4 separate regions of the Pan troglodytes genome follow, and regions 2, 3 and 4 are each linked to region 1. A link is a contact called in public Hi-C and HiChIP or PLAC-seq data. All regions are on one chromosome and are shown on one strand. Each heading gives the region's core, a stretch centred on a gene start, on an enhancer-like site or on the middle of the called end of the contact. The rest is flanking DNA. Distances are from core to core; before and after follow the strand shown. Region 1 holds the start of ZFHX3 (zinc finger homeobox 3). Region 2 holds the start of LOC134808766. Region 3 overlaps LOC112205884 (a long non-coding RNA gene). Region 4 overlaps ZFHX3 (zinc finger homeobox 3).

Region 1 (3,748 bases), core at 752-3,251:
ATTCTGGTTGTTCTCCCTCTAAATCCTCTCTAAGAAGCCAAGCAAGGCGCTGGAGCACCCACGCTGCAGATATTGTAGAAATTTACAGTAAATGTAGGTACACGATTGCAGCACGCTGCCCTATTGATTATGCAGATTGTGATCAATCTTCTCCCCTCGCCCACTGCCCAAGCCTCTTTCGGAGGACCTCCAAATAAGTTGGTCTGCAACTAGCTATTCTCCCAAAGTAGGGAGGAAAAAAAGTAATTTTTTAAAAAACATAATAAATCCTCAATTGTCCCCACTGAAAGGGCTCGAGTCTTTTTTAAATTCCAAAGTGAATTTATGTTCTGTAATTTGCATTACAGCCAAGCGATCACCGTCTGTCATATTCTTCAAAGGTACTTAACAAACTGCCTTTTAAAAGTCACTAGAACTGGAGGCCAGAAAAAGGCAATCAGCATGCTCCGTCCATACAGTGCTTAGATCAAGTTTCAATAATTGAGACCAATAAAAATTGTCATATTTACCCTACTTGAAAGCAACAAGGGGGGGAAAGTTAAGACTGGGTGCCTTTTGAAAGCGCTTGTAATCAAAGAATTTGCCACAGTCCAAAGAATAGCACAACATTGAACAAAAGTCAGATTCTGCGCAACAGCTTCATTCGCAAAGTGATATATACATATTTTAATTCAATAGTTAATACAAGAACCCTCCGAGTACTGAGTCCATACACAACTTAATTATATACACTACATGAAATACACTTAGATCTACTCTCCAATAGATATGCAAAAAGACGGACATTAAAATGCATAATGTAAAATTCAGGAACACGGTTTTTGCATCGAGTGGAGCCAGGCGAGGGGTGAGAGTGGGGAACCGAACGTAAACAATCCCAGATTCGCGAGAGCAAAAAAAAAAAAAAAAAAAAAAAAAAAAAAAGAAGAAGAAAGAAAAGAAAAAGAAAAAAGGCATCCTCGGATGTCTCTGAGCTCAGCTGGCGGAAGAAGGCCGGCCGGGCGAGGTCTGGCCCTGGCCAGCGGCGCAGCCCCGAGCCCCCGGGAGCCCCTAGTGTCCAGGGCAGAGCCCCCTCTGGGCGCTCGCGGCGCTGCCAGTGGGGCAGGGCGGAGAGCGCACAGGTAGAGGATCGCGCGGCCGCCTCGCCCCCTCCGGGACCCCGTGGCTACGAACGGGCTCCCGCGTCGCCGGCAAGTCGAGCCCCAGCGCGGAAGGCGCTCGCCCGGCCAGCGGTGGCGGCCGCGGCAGCAGCAGTGGCTGCGACCGCGGCGACTGCTCCGGGCCGGGTGCGCGCCCCGCGCGGCTGCTCAGCCCGGGGCCCCGGCGCCTCTCGGGGTGGGGCAAAGTTGGGGGCCGGGAGCGGCGGGGGCGGGGGCACTCGGCACCGCGGACCCCCCCATACTCCCCCCACCGCCGGCCGCCGCCTTTGTCTCCGAGCTGGTACCCCGGCCGCCCTCCCGCCCTCGGCCCGCGCCCCGGCCGGCCCTGCCTGGCGGCGCCTCCAAACTCGCCGCGCGGGCCTCGCCCCGGGCGCCTCCACCCTCCCGGGGGTCGCCGGCGGCCGGCGGCGGCGGCGCGGGGCCGGGGAGGAGGGGGCGGCCCGGGCTCGGCGGCGGCGGCGGCGGCAGCGGCGGGAGGAGGAGGAAGAAGAAGAAGAGAAAGAGAAAGTTTGGCGTAGGGGGAAGGCGAGCGGGACGCAGCGAGCGAGCAGGGCGCGGGCGCGGGGAGCGCGGGCGGCGGCGGCCGGGCGCGGGAGCCGGGAGGGGGCAGGACGAGCCCCATGCAAAGCAGCCCGGGCGCCCCGAGGAGCCCCGCGTCCGGGCGGTGGCGGCGGGAGGAGGAGGAGGAGCAGGCGGCGGCGGCGGCGGCGGCGGCGGGAAAAAAAAAAGAGGGAAAAGTTGCCACTTACGCGGTTGCTTCTCCGGCGGCGGCGGCTGCAGCGGCGCTGCTGGCGACGGCGGCGGCGGCGGGAGCTGGCGGCGCTTTTAATCCCCAAAAGAGGCGCTCGGGCCGCGGAGCCCATCAAGGCAGCAGCGGCGGCTGGCGGGGGTCGGCGGCGGCGGAGGACGCGCTGCTGGCGGCGGCGGCGGCGGCGGCGGAGCTGGAGCGCGCTCGGCGGAGCCCGGGGCGGGAGGCGGCCGCAGCCGGGGAGCCGGAGCCGCCGCCGCCGCTGCCGCCGAGCAGCATGGTTGGCGGGGAGTTTACAGCCCCCGGAGCGGGCAGGGGCCACGGAAGAGAAGCGGCGGCGGCGGCGGCAGCGGCTCTAGGCTGTAATTGGGATGCAAAGCAGGCGGCGGCGGCGGCGGCGGCTGCGGCCGGGAGGAGGAGGAGGAGGAGGCGGCGGCGGTGGCGGCTGCAGCGGTCGGAGGGGACGCGCTGGAAGTGGGAGCTGATGAGTGAAAAGAAAAAAAAGTCTTTGGATCTTTATTCTGCTAATTAGTTTCCTGCAAAAAATGGCTGTGATTAATTCAGTGCGCATGTGCTTCATTACCCAGGCACGACGGGAAGGGCTAATTAGCCACCTTCTGGATCAATAAGATTCAGCAAAAAAGAAAAGGGGGAGGTGGAGGGAGGCAGAGGGGAGGAAGGGAGGAAAAAAAAAAAAACCAGGGGAAAGTGATGAGCAGGGCAAGGAGAGCAGGAAGAGAGGATGGGAGAAGAGCCTAGAAGAGGGAGAGAGGCTCCAAAAGTTTATGCATGTATTAAAAACACACACACACGACACACACACGAGCGCGCACACACACACGCACACACACACCGAGAAGTGGAATGCATAGGAGCAACAATAGGAACCTGGCTAAGAATCTTTTTAAGATTTTTTTTTCCCTTTCTTCTTCCCCCCCTTCTCTTTTCTTTCTTATTATTTTCCCCTTTCTCTCTCTCTCTCTCTCTCTCTCTAAGCAAACGCAGCAATGTTTAAATTAACTAGGAAAAGAGCATCTCCAAAGAATGGGGGCATTAGTGGAGGGGGACAGCTTAGAGTAAAGGTTTAAGTGAAAGAGCAGAGACTTCGAATAGAGACCACTTTAAATTGCAAATCTGAGATTTTTTAACTGAAGGAAAATTACCTCCCCCCAAATCAGAGGACGAATGAAGAAAATATGGAGAAAACTTTAACACATACCATAGACTAGACAAAAAATATATGTTAATTTTGTGTTCTGAAATAAGACGCAATCGGTCTTCTCTGGTTCTTTAGAAGGAGAGGGGAAGAGAGGAGGGGTGATTAGAAGAAATAAAAGGGAGAAAGTGAATCAGAACTGAAAGGGGATAACTTCAGGAAAGACAAGAAAAGGAAAAGTTGCACTTGGAAACAAGTCCAACTTTCTACCTTTCTGGACTTAAGAGAAAAGTAAAATCAATTTTCTCGTGTGAAACCTGGAAAGCAGATGTTTTCAAAACACAGGAAGCTATTTTGCCATCAAAAGCAGGGATGTAATAAAGGCAGTGAAAAATAATTTCAGACTGAATTCATAAGAGAGAAAGCCAATATATTTAAATATAGAGGAAAGGTCTAGGGTGTAGAAAGGGGAAATTACATACCCCTTCCCTAATGCCAAAAAAAAAAAAGCCTTACAGCTACCTCCAAGAGTTTGGAGCACAGTCACGAAGCCAAAGGGCTTGAAATGAGAGGATGGATTTCAGATAAAGACTAGGAGCGGTACATCCCACTAGAGCCCAAAGGAGATCCCTGGAATCAAAGACAGCAGCCAGGGACCCTACTACTGTACCGATTCCCAGTACA
Region 2 (3,748 bases), core at 737-3,236, 400 kb before region 1:
TTGGTATGCCCCTGTGCTCATATACTACCTTACTACCTTTATCTCTCTGTTTTTTGTTTGTTTGTTTTGGAGATAGGCACGATCATTGGCCACTGCAGCCTGGAACTCCCCGGCCCAAGTGATCCTCCCACCTCAGCCTCCTGAGTAGCTGGGAGCAAGGCGAACACCACCACGGCTGGCTAATGTTAAAATTTTTTTGTAGAGATGGGGTCCGACTATCGTCTTGAACTCCTGGGTTGGTCTCGAACTCCTGGGCTGAAGCAGTCTTTCCACCTCAGCCTCCCAAAGTGTTGGTTGGGATTACAGGCGTGGACCGCCACACTTAGAAATGACTTTTCTAATATCCTTAAATCAGAGCTCATGTAAAAGTTTCAGCCTTCTCATTCCACCTCCCTCCGAACTACAAGTCTTAAAACTAAGAAATGACAGTCATTCGGTAGAACTTAAAACACTCTGTTTCGCTGCTTATTTCTACTTAAAAAAATTATATACATAGATATATATTATGTAAATATATATAATTATATATAGACATATGTGTGTGTATATATATAAATAAACGTGTAGAATTGGACTGGGGTCCCACTAATATCCACATTTCAAAACAGAATCTAAAACTCCCTAAAACAGGGTTGGGCTCGGCGGCTCACGCTTGTAATCCCAACCCTTTGGGAGGCTGACACTGGAGATCAGTCTGAGCAACAAAGTGAGATCTCTTTTCTACTAAAACAAAATACAACTCTCTAAAACTAATACAAAATTTTGTGTGTATGTGTCATATTCTGGAGAAAAGCTCCAAGGTTTTCCTCTGGGTCTTAAACAGGACTAAGACCCCCCACCCCAAAAAGAATCTCTGTTCTAGAGGCTAAGCATATAGAAGCTCATACTGCATTATCAAACTGGAAAGTTAATAGAGGATTTTCATGGTCATATGCAGGAGAGGTGGGGAAAGCTGTCTATTTAGACTGTAAACTCCTAAAATGTTCATAAATCTCAATGGAAATTAAATCCACCGGGGTGGGAGAAGTATCATAATAGACAAAGAAGCTAAAGGTTAATGAAGAGAAGGTTTTAATCAGTGGTTACTTTTGTGCTTGGGATCAATCCTCAGTTTGTCCTCCAACGTAACTTTTGGCATTATTCGTTTCAAAGTCTGAACAGTATCCATAAACCCAATACGAAACCTATGGATCAAGAGTGTCCGACCGAAAACAAAACAATTATGTTTCCGATGTGAATGCATCAATAGCTTACTTTTGTAGCGCTTTATAAAACGCTGTCACTTGCTGCTTTCCACGTCATGATATTCCCGGTCGGGAAGAGTAGGACAGCAGCATCTTTTATGAATAAGGAACTTTTTGGATTCAATTTGTGAGGTGTGGGACGCTCACCAGGTTGCGCGAAAGCCATTTTTCTACATCGTCAAGTGCACGCACCCCGTGTCTCATAGTATTAGTGATGAAGACGAGGATGAAACTACCAAAGACATCAGTGGGGAGTGAATTATACTTGGGGGAGGTGTAAGCACGTCGGAGAAAGAAGGAAGCTGAGAGACATTTTGTTTGTGAAAGAGGGAAGGTAGCGTTAAGAGGAGTCTTCCATCAGGGGCAACAGAACGGGGGCAGGCGTGGCGTCTCTGAGACTGCAGGAAAACTACGTGAGGGAAAAACCCAGAGGCTACGAATAGGCGAACAGACGGAGGGCCTGCCTCAGGGGAGCTAAGCAGCTCGCCTGAAGCCCCCCATCTGGAAATGACGTGTTTAACTCGGCGCCCCTGCAGCTCCGGCCGCCCTTTTTTGTTTAACTCCGCGCCCCTCCAGCTCCGGCCGCCCTTTTCGTCGCTCTCCCCTCGCGGTCGCTCACCCCTGAGATCCCTGGTTCCACTGAGACGCTCAGCTTCATTCGGCAACTCGCGGACACCAAGCGCCACAAATTCAAATACGAGATCTAGAGACGCTCGGTCTCAAACGTCTCCCAGAGTGAAAGACAGAGGAACCAATCGAGGCCCGGCTGACCTCAGACGTCTAAGGCGATAGGCGTTGCTAAGAAAAGGGGGTGGGACGATACCCAGTTGCCAAGACGACGGCTTCCGGGTGGGCGGCTTGAGGTGGCTTCCGGCCGCAAGGCGAGACTCCGCGGGAAAACTCCCTGCTAGAGGGACTAGGAGATTTGGGGCTGCGGCCGTTTCCTTCGGAGCACCCACGGGACTGTGTGCTGGGGTCCCTCCACCGGCTGTGTCCTTTATTCTTCTTTCTCACCCAACGATTTACCTGAACGGTTATAAAGTGCACGTTATTTCCCTAAGGTAAGCGTGTGGTAGCGCCTCCTCCTCCTCCAACAGGGTGCTAACAGAAACCTGCTGTCAACTTTGTTACCCAACATAACTGTACTTAACCACAAAAAGTTGAAATTTTGGATCTTTAAACATTCAATAACCTCTTGCTGTGTGAGGTTTTTTAACTGCACTACATACATTTTGTAGTCTTTAACCATTGAATGCGATTTAAGTTTACAATGAAATTTAACGTTCTGGTTGTTTCTGACCCCAAATTTCATCTGAACCAGTTAATGGACGAAGAACTGAAATTTTATTTTCTGTAACAGTCTCATAGGTTCTCAGACTTAAGTTCTTAATCGCCCATAAATCTGAAGGCAGGTGTTAAAGATGAGCAGGTGATTTGAGCCCAGTGCATGCCAACACTCAAACTAATTCAGCTGAGACTCCTTTCGTTAGGAGCATTATTTTAATTTAAAAAATTTTAAACCGAATGGTAAACATGGCTGCTTTAGTTTCAGTTGTGTCTCATTTGATGATGATAGTCCCACACAAGACGATCTCATTTGTCAATGAAAGTAAACATTAGTGACCACACAGCTTTCTGCAGATAACTCTTTAAACGAACATCTTTTATCAGACCACAGAAATCATAGTTATTGTCACTAAAATGTAAAAACTAAAGCAAAACTTATCTGCTTATCAACAATTTCTTCCTCCATAGCTAAGGTAGGGAAGCATTTATGAAAGCTTAGATCTATGTGTGTTTGGGATCCTGCCAACCCCTTTCTTAAAATTCCATCTTCAAAACTCCCTGCTAATGAGCACTTTTCCAACAGCTTGGATGAAACATTCTGAATAATTCGTCAGCCTGAAGGTTAGAAATTTCATTAAATAAAAAATTAAATACACAGAATACTTAAGTATGAAACATTAATGAACTGAGTAATACATTCTTAAGAAGAGGAGGCACTTAAGAAAACACAGGCCACCTGCATTGTGGAGCCATTTAATGTGATGAGATTTGATAAATGGGTAAGAGATCAAAAAATGCCCAGGGTTTCAAAAGAGAATGTTCCATGAGCAGCTTACTGCCTACATAGACCATTTGAAAATCAAACCAACTCAGCAGAAGCCCAAGAGGCTTTCAGATGAACCCGAGTATCCTTTGGATGTCAGTGTTGTACTGAACAAAGTCAGTTGAACTGTTATTTATCTGACAAGAAAAAAAATGCCTAAATTTTGTAAGGACTTACACCATTCATTTAAAAATATATAGTGATCTTAGAGGTTAGAAAGCACAGAAAAGAAACTTGAACGTAGAGGTACTTAAAAGGAGAAAAATAAATTTCCTCCGGTAGTAGACATGTATTTGCCATTGTTCACTGTTCTCTCCTTGATGTCCTCTCTCCTCAGCTTGGCTGAATCCTACTTACGCTTTTAAGACCCAGGTCAAATTGTGAATCTTTTGTG
Region 3 (3,748 bases), core at 676-3,175, 270 kb after region 1:
AAAATAGTCTTGGATTCTTGGATCCATCTGTAGTGCGTATTATAATCAACTGATGATACCAGATCTTCGATGGGGAACAGAGAAGTGGTAGAAACTGGGGAGGTGGTGGTTGCACAGTCATCCATTTTAAAGGTCTTCCTTAAATACCTATTGCTGTAGATAGGTAAATCTGGTCAATATCAGGAAATAGTATTCCCTGTATTTGGTCAATTAAACATCACTGCTTGACCAGATTGCATTCCACAAGACACTAGTAGTAGCCATCATTTTTGAGAGTCTAAGACGGGAGTTATAGGTTTGGTGTGGATTAATTCAATCTTCATGACATTTTAATGAGGCAGGTTTAATTCTTATCCCTGTTTTAAATATGGGGAACAGGAGATTCAGAGAAGCCCCATAACTTGCCTAAGACCACATAGCTAGAAGTTAATGAAGCTGCAAGGAGAGCTCAGACTCACCTGTATCCAGAGTTCTCTCTCAGCTGTTATATGATCCTGTCTCCTGATGAAATAAACAGGCAAACCAAATACAATGTGTGGTGGACATAAGAGGAGACTTGTAACAGAATTAAAGATAAGTGCTCAGAAGGATAAAACCAGGGTGATTGCTGCAATATCTATTCCTTATGAAAATATTCCATTTGCTTCCTTTTGAAACAGACTAACAAGGGATAGGTTGAAAGCAAATATAAGTAAGCAGATACTTCATCTTTCTGATCTATGCAAAACCCATCCCAAGTGGGCAGTGCAAATCCATGCTGCTCTTCCTTTCTCCTCTTCAGTAAATTAGCACATCGAAGGACCTCTCTGTCCTCCTTATATTTGCAAAGCTACATGAACTCATTCTTTTCCTCTAGGACTGTTGGTCACAGGTACATTCAGTTCAGACTTTTTACCCTCCTTTCCTTGCTGCCTTCCTTCTCAAAATCAGCCTCATTGGTAGTTTGCAAGCAAGTGTCTAGTTAAAACAAAACCTTTCCAAAGGGCAGAAGAGTAGGTTTTGCTCTGCTGTTTTGATTTCTAAATGTAAGGGTGGTGAACTAGATTCACCTCTGGTGTTTCACTGTGGATTCCACAATTCATCATGCTCTTAGCAAGTGGTTGTGCTTCACATGGTGGGGAGCAGGGGGGAGGGATTTCAAGGATTTTAGGTAGTGGGCGGTGTTGATGAAATATCTTCCTACCCTTTCCACCCTCTTGCTTGTGTCGACTATATTTTTGAGTCTCACTCAATGATGGAGTTGTTTCTTAGCGTCTTGTGCGCTTAGCCATTTAATTAAAGCAATCCATATTGAATTCATGTCCAGATGCCTTGACCGGCGCAGCCAGATCCTCATTGGCATGCCAGCTGCTCCAAGAGGAACACGGCCCCTTGCATACTAATCAGGAGAGGAGGCAGTGATTCATCAGCCCATGATACTGCTCCAGCATCTACAAGCACTTATGACATGTAATTGGTGGTGCATAAGCAAGCCAGGCCACATTAAAAACCCTACAGATAGTCAGAGATAAAAATTAATGACTTTTGCTTTGTGTAATCCTGCATGCATTGGTGGGAAAGCGGAGAAGGGGGGAGTTGGGATTAATGGGCAAATCTAAGTAGGCACCAAGGAACAAAGGCCTTCCCGGCCTTGTTTACATATGGAACAATAAAAAACACAAGTGACAAGTTATGGGAAAGGCGAGTGTGAATTTTCGGCACGAGTGAGTTGAAAGACTGCTTGCAGTTTATTACAGATTCCAAATTTCCATATTCATTATTCCAAAACAAACGTCCTCAGTGGGCTCTTCTGGGACTGGCTAGAGCAGTTGTTATTATTCATCTTTCACAGGGGCTGGGTTGTCATGATTAGGGCTGGGCTGGGCTCACTCTTCATGGCATGCCCCAGCTACTCAGAGACACAATGCAGACCTTTGACAAGCCCAGAGGAATGTGACAGGGATCAAGTAGAGTCAGTCTGAGCAGGCGCTCCAACAGCAGAAGGAGCCTCATACTTAGAGCAGGATGGGGGAAGAGAGGAGAGAGTTTTGAGCCACCTACTGCTAGACAAGGGAAATAGCCCAGGTGGCCCAGGTAGTAGCTAATGACCAGGAAGGAAAGGAAGAAAGGAAAGTAGGAGTGGCAAATAAAGTGGATTTCATAATTAATCTGGGCAGGTTAATGAATATAGTTATTGGGATGGTATCAGTCAGGTTCTGGTTAATATGGATATTAAAAAGGGGATTGATTACACGTGTGGTTTAGGGTAGTTTTAGATTGTGTTTGTTAGAGGATCACGCAAAGTGAAGGCAACAATTCATGCATGTGCTGCAAGACAGTCTTTTGCACTGAGTGCCACATGGGGAATGCAATAGGGGCAAACGTCAGGATTTTGTAGTCAGAAACTGCATTGGTTGTTTATTTAAGGGCCTTCTTTAAGACACAGATGGCCTGGCTGAACTTTGAAGTGGGCTTGAGCAAGAAAAAGCTTCTAGGCTGATGGGTGGATGTGGATATGTTCAGCTACTGTGATCACTGAACAAGGGGGAGGCAAGGGCATGTTGATGCTGAGATTGAGGGGAGGATGGGTCATTATCAAATATTTATGATTGTGGTTTGGTGGAGGCAGGGAGGTAATTAAAAGACAGATACTAAGATAATAGGCTTAAGACATGATGATTTTCCCAGTGGTCTGGCTTTGTCCTTTCTGAAAGGAAGAGTAACATCAACCCTATACTCATTGGTGGCTTTCTTCCTTTCTCTCCATGATGGCCTTGTTCTGATGATCCTTATGCTTCTAGTGTTCTTGTTGCTCATGGACTAGCTTAGTGATCCTCAGGGGAAAATCTGTGGGCAGCTGTGTTAGTCCATTCTCACACTGCTATGAAAAAATACCCAAGACTGGGTAATTTATAAAGGAAAGAGGTTTAATTGACTCACAGTTCCACATGGCTAGGGAGGCCTCAGAAAACTTACAATCATGGTGGAAGGGGAAGCAAACACACCCTTCTTCACATGGTGGCAGGAGAGACAAGTGCAGAGTGAAGCGGGGAAAGCCCCGTATAAAACCATCAGATCTCGTGAGAACTCACTATCATGAGAACAGCATGAAGGAACCGCCCCCATAATCTAATCACCTCCCATGACGTCCCTCCCATGACATGTGGGAATTATGGGAACTACAATTCAAGATGAGATTTGGGTAGGGGCACAGCCAAACCATATCAGCAGCATTTGTAGAAAGGGCATCCTGAGAGTAGAAAATGTCCAAAGAGATGATTGGCAAGAATGTGTTAACTATTCCTCAGTGTGACAAGAGCCATGCTTTGAGTTGAGACATCCCTGGTCTTATGCCTAGAGTCCTTTGTTCTTCTGTTGCCACAGAACAAAACCATGCTACCTGGTCTGTGCAGAGAGTACATCCACAATTGTGCTTTCCTAAGTGTCATGATTTACTCATGAGATGTAGTTAAGAGGAGTAACTCATTCGCAGTGGTGAGAATGCCTAGAAATCTTGGTACTTTCTGTAGAAGATCATGAGCTGTTGATATAGTATACTAAAATAACACATTTGTATGCCAGTTCTGCTACATTCCCAGGGACCTGGAACTTGAGTCTTATGCAGAGAATATGTCAACATTTAAAAACAATAGAGGGGTTGGATTTTAAGAGATGACATTTCTCTTCAATAACTTATATCTGGGGGTTAGAAAAAGACGTGCCACGAGTAAAGCTTTCATCTGCCGTAGTATCCTTGTTCTAAAAAAGG
Region 4 (3,748 bases), core at 676-3,175, 270 kb before region 1:
ACAAAAGGTTTTTTTTTTTTTCCTTTTAAATCTACCATACTGCTTCAGTTCATTTCCAATGCAACAATCTACTCAACACCAAAAATGGTCATATCTATCATAAATACAGAAAGTCAGTTTTTAAAACTTATTTTTTTTAAGCTACAAGTCCTCAACACTCTTTGTGTGTGTGGGTTATTTTTTTTTTTTTTTCTGAAAGTGGGAGTGCTTAACTTTTCCCCTTGAAATTGGCTTCAGCAGAAAAGCTATCCTTAAAAATCCCCAGAAAGCTAAAGCAGTTCACATTGTTTTTCTTGAATACTTTCTGCCCATTTTTAAATTAACAAAACAAAAAATCTTTTCTGGAACAAAAAAAAAAAACTGAAAAAATAATAATATATAAAACAATGATTCTGAAAACAGAACAAAGTGTGAGCGATTGACCTGAGAATAAAAAGACATTACATTTCTTTTTTTCTTTTAGCAAGCCATTGGTATCTGAATGCTAAGATAGCAAGAAATTTAAAACTGTAACAAGGTGGACTGCTTTCCCATACAGTGCATGCCGGGCTCCTCTGTGCTATCAGCGTGGGGCGTTTATTGAAAAGGGGCAAATATACAAGGGGTTTAAGCTCCAAAGACATTAGGGAGGCCCTGCGGACTTCTGTTTCCCAGACCAATAGTACCTTCAAAAGGACACAATGTAACAGGGTTAGGGCTTTTTTTTTTTTTTTTTTTTTAATATTAAAAGAAAAGAAAAAGACAAGAATGTAAAATCACCGGCATAGATAGGTATATGGGAAAACAACCCACGCTTTTTCTTTTTTTTCCTTTTTTTTTTTTTTTTTTTTGTTTTTTGGTTAGAAGCTTTGGAATTGCAGTTAGTCTATTTTTGAAATTGGTTTGTTATTAATTTTTGTATTTAAATTCATTTGTTTGTATTGTTCATCTTCAAAGCTTACAATCTGAAGGTGTCCGTTCCTACACTGGTCAGACCACTGTCCTTGGGGCAGCTGGGGTCTTTGGGACCCTCCACCGGGCTCGCCGGTCCGTCGGACTTTTGGCTGAGATCCGTGTCAGACTCCTCCGAATAGTCGTCTGTTGGCATCGAGGGCTGAACCCCTGAGGTGCTGCATGAACTTGAGGTAACCGTTGAAGATGAGGAGAGAGGAGGAAAAGAAGGGGGCTTCGCTGCCGAAGCCCGGGAGACCACTTGCGGCCAAGACTTCCTGGAGGCGTGGGGGGAAGCGGAGGAGGGGGCGGCGGCCGACGGGGGAGGGGGGCTGTCGTTTGAGTGAGCGGCAGACTGCGAGGTAGATGCGGTGCTAGGATCGGGGAAGCAGGCAGAGTGAGGTAATAAACTAGGGTGCTCTTTGGCGTTTCTTGCTGCTCTCGTGATTGTTCTGTGTTTGTGCAAGGCCGACTCGAGATGTTGACTCAGAGCTTCCTCCCCACAGAGCGCGCTCTCGCACGCCAGGCAGTGGTACGAGCCGCCGCCGCCGCCGCCACTGCCGCCGCCGCCACTGCCGCCGCCGCCGCCGCCGCCGGTGGGGACGTGAAGCACCATCTCTTGCAGGTTCACCACAGACTGGCCGAAGAAGCAGAGGGACTTCAGGTGGCTCCTCGCTGCCTCCTCGTCGCCGAAGCCCGCCTGGCACTTGCGGCAGACCAACTTGTACTGCACCTTTGGAACAATGAAGGGGTCGTAGAGGGAGTCCGCACTTTTGCTTTCTGCTTCTGGCTCTTCAGGGAGTTTCGGCAGGAGGGGGGACACCTCACGGGGAGTGTTTTTCTGTTCTTCTGGTTTGGGGGATTCTTTGGCAGGGTCTTTGTCTGGGGAAGCAGCCCCCGGGGGGACTGGGGTTTGGCTTGCTTTGGGCTGCTGCTGCTGTAGTTGCCGCTGCTGCTGCTGCTGAATTGCCTCCTGCAGACTCTGCTGGTATTGCTGGTACTGCTGCAGTAGGGAGCCTGGGGACAGCCCCATCAGGGCCTGCGACAGCGCAGGGCTGTATGGGAACAGGCCTTCCATGCCATACATAGGCTGCAGGTACCCGCTCTGCAGGGCGCCAGGGATCTGGGGAGCATAATAAGGAGAAAAGCCTGGTACAAAGTAAGGAAGGAACTGGCTTGTGAGCAATGCTGTGGGGTCCGAAGTCAACGCGGCCTGCAGGGCCTGCAGCTGTGCAGGGTCTACCGCATACTCCATGGTGGGCAGCGGGGCTGAGATCGTGGCTGCAGTTGCCGTGGGGGCCTCTCCTTTCTCCTTCTTGGGGACAGGCAGGGGTTCCCCTTTCCCTTTGTGTGCCTTTTCCTTCTCCTTTACTTTCTCACTGTCTTTGTCCTTGCGTTGCTGCTGCTGTTGCAGTGGGAGCTGTGGTGTGGGTGGCGGCTGGGCTGCTGGCGGCGGGGGAGGCTGCTGCACCTGTGGCTGCTGCTGCTGCTGCTGCTGGGGGGGTTGCTGAGGGCCCATGGCCATGGTGGCTTGTGCTGGGGTTGGGGAGCTCAGCGACGCTGAGGACGGTTTATTTGGTAATCCAGAAGTGGGGAGGCCAGGGGAAGGAACAGTTGTGCTGGGCAGACCCATCAAGTTCGGCTTAGGAGACGTTAAAGCTGAAAGGAATGGAGACAGAAATCACCGGTCAGTCTGGGCAGGGGTAGGGCTGAAGCTCAAGACGTTTTACCAGTGTCACTGGCACACAGTTTGAGATGTCAAGGCTTGAAGGATCCTCTCAAAACGAACATTTCCAACAGAAGTATCCCACCAGGCTCAGAGCTGGACAACCTTGTATTCTAATGAGGACTCAGTCCTAGGTCAGCTCCCATATTTCCCCTTTCAGCCAAACAACTTCCAGAAGTATCCCACCAGGCTCAGGGCTGGACAACCTTGTATTCTAATGAAGATTCAGTCCTGGGTTAGCTCCCATACTTCCCCTTCCAGCCAAACAACTTCCAACACCTTCCTGCCCAATGTGCCACACCCGCTAGTTCACATTTTCTTTGCCAAGTACTCCCAGCTACCATTCACTCTGCCCAACTGCAATTAGTCTAGAGGCCCCAAAGCTAGCTGTTTCTAGCTGGGGCCCATTTGCACCAAAGGCCTTCATCACAAAAATAGTATGGCCACGAGGTCCCCAGAGAAGTTATCTGGAGGAGAGCGGCAACAGGAGAAGAGAGAACAAAGGCAAGAAAGCTAGCACGGCCACATGAACAAAAACAAAACAGGCTCTACATGTGTTCCTCCTCTCTGACCTCTGTTGCTGCAGTTGACTGGATGCTTTCGGAGGGTAGAGAGAAGAAGATGAATAGGAAAGTGTGGAGGAAGGGCCTGGGAAGAAATAAGAACAATCCATTCAGGGAAAATTGCTTCCATGCCTTGGTCCAGCTGACCTGCTTCAACAAGTCTACTCAACAGTATAACCGCCTAGGAATAGGAATCTGGAATCCGCTGGAGAAACGACCATCTTCTTTTCCTGCCCCTGTTTGAATGATACACAGGAGGGACAGTGGGACTGTAGATGGTTGAGAAACAACCGCAGGAAAAGGAGAAAAGCCATGTCAGAAGTGGAATAGCCCAAGATACTGACACCAATTCCCAAGACATCACAACCTACCCGAAGCACCACTGCCTATGGATAGCAAAGGTCTGACCATATCACCAGGCCCTCATGGACTAGAATCCCATCCTTGATCATACCCCTAATCTACCACCACTCCCTGCAATGCCTTCACCAACCCGAGAGCCTAATACCCTCCCTGACCCATAGCTATC

Evidence for each region. A called contact is a pair of places that touch in the nucleus more often than the background predicts. HiChIP or PLAC-seq counts read pairs in DNA pulled down with a chosen protein or histone mark.
Region 2: a contact with region 1 is called in an H3K4me3 HiChIP or PLAC-seq map of stem cell-derived excitatory neurons, with 10 times the contacts expected there. The contact joins the promoter of LOC134808766 here to the promoter of ZFHX3 in region 1. A contact is called at or near these places in 1 of 7 Hi-C or Micro-C datasets (stem cell-derived neural progenitor cells) and 1 of 1 datasets of contacts at active chromatin or transcription factors (stem cell-derived excitatory neurons).
Region 3: a Hi-C map of stem cell-derived neural progenitor cells shows a contact between it and region 1, with 2.4 times the contacts expected there. The contact joins the enhancer-like site here to the promoter of ZFHX3 in region 1. A contact is called at or near these places in 1 of 7 Hi-C or Micro-C datasets (stem cell-derived neural progenitor cells) and 1 of 1 datasets of contacts at active chromatin or transcription factors (stem cell-derived excitatory neurons).
Region 4: a Hi-C map of stem cell-derived neural progenitor cells shows a contact between it and region 1, with 2.3 times the contacts expected there. The contact joins the enhancer-like site here to the promoter of ZFHX3 in region 1. A contact is called at or near these places in 1 of 7 Hi-C or Micro-C datasets (stem cell-derived neural progenitor cells) and 1 of 1 datasets of contacts at active chromatin or transcription factors (stem cell-derived excitatory neurons).

What each region holds. Positions count from the first base shown.
Region 1 is chr18:69,604,073-69,607,820 of NHGRI_mPanTro3-v2.0_pri, reverse strand. It overlaps ZFHX3 (zinc finger homeobox 3), which reads right to left and starts at 2,001. Exons shown (of 9, transcript XM_054669518.2): 1 at 1,910-2,001.
Region 2 is chr18:69,999,270-70,003,017 of NHGRI_mPanTro3-v2.0_pri, reverse strand. It overlaps LOC134808766, which reads right to left and starts at 1,986. Exons shown (of 15, transcript XR_010152428.1): 1 at 1,864-1,986.
Region 3 is chr18:69,333,403-69,337,150 of NHGRI_mPanTro3-v2.0_pri, reverse strand. All of the region lies in intron 2 of LOC112205884 (a long non-coding RNA gene), which reads right to left. Among named protein-coding and RNA genes, the nearest start is that of TRNAK-UUU, 150 kb to the right of the region's middle. Within about 2 kb of position 1,925, at least 6 of the 24 cell types and tissues checked have an H3K27ac peak or open chromatin away from gene starts, as enhancers often do. A contact at or near this core is called in stem cell-derived excitatory neurons and stem cell-derived neural progenitor cells, where this site is marked.
Region 4 is chr18:69,874,673-69,878,420 of NHGRI_mPanTro3-v2.0_pri, reverse strand. ZFHX3 (zinc finger homeobox 3) reads right to left here. Exons shown (of 9, transcript XM_054669518.2): 9 at 699-2,589. The coding sequence ends at 938. Among named protein-coding and RNA genes, the nearest start is that of ZFHX3, 270 kb to the right of the region's middle. Within about 2 kb of position 1,925, at least 17 of the 24 cell types and tissues checked have an H3K27ac peak or open chromatin away from gene starts, as enhancers often do. A contact at or near this core is called in stem cell-derived excitatory neurons and stem cell-derived neural progenitor cells, where this site is marked.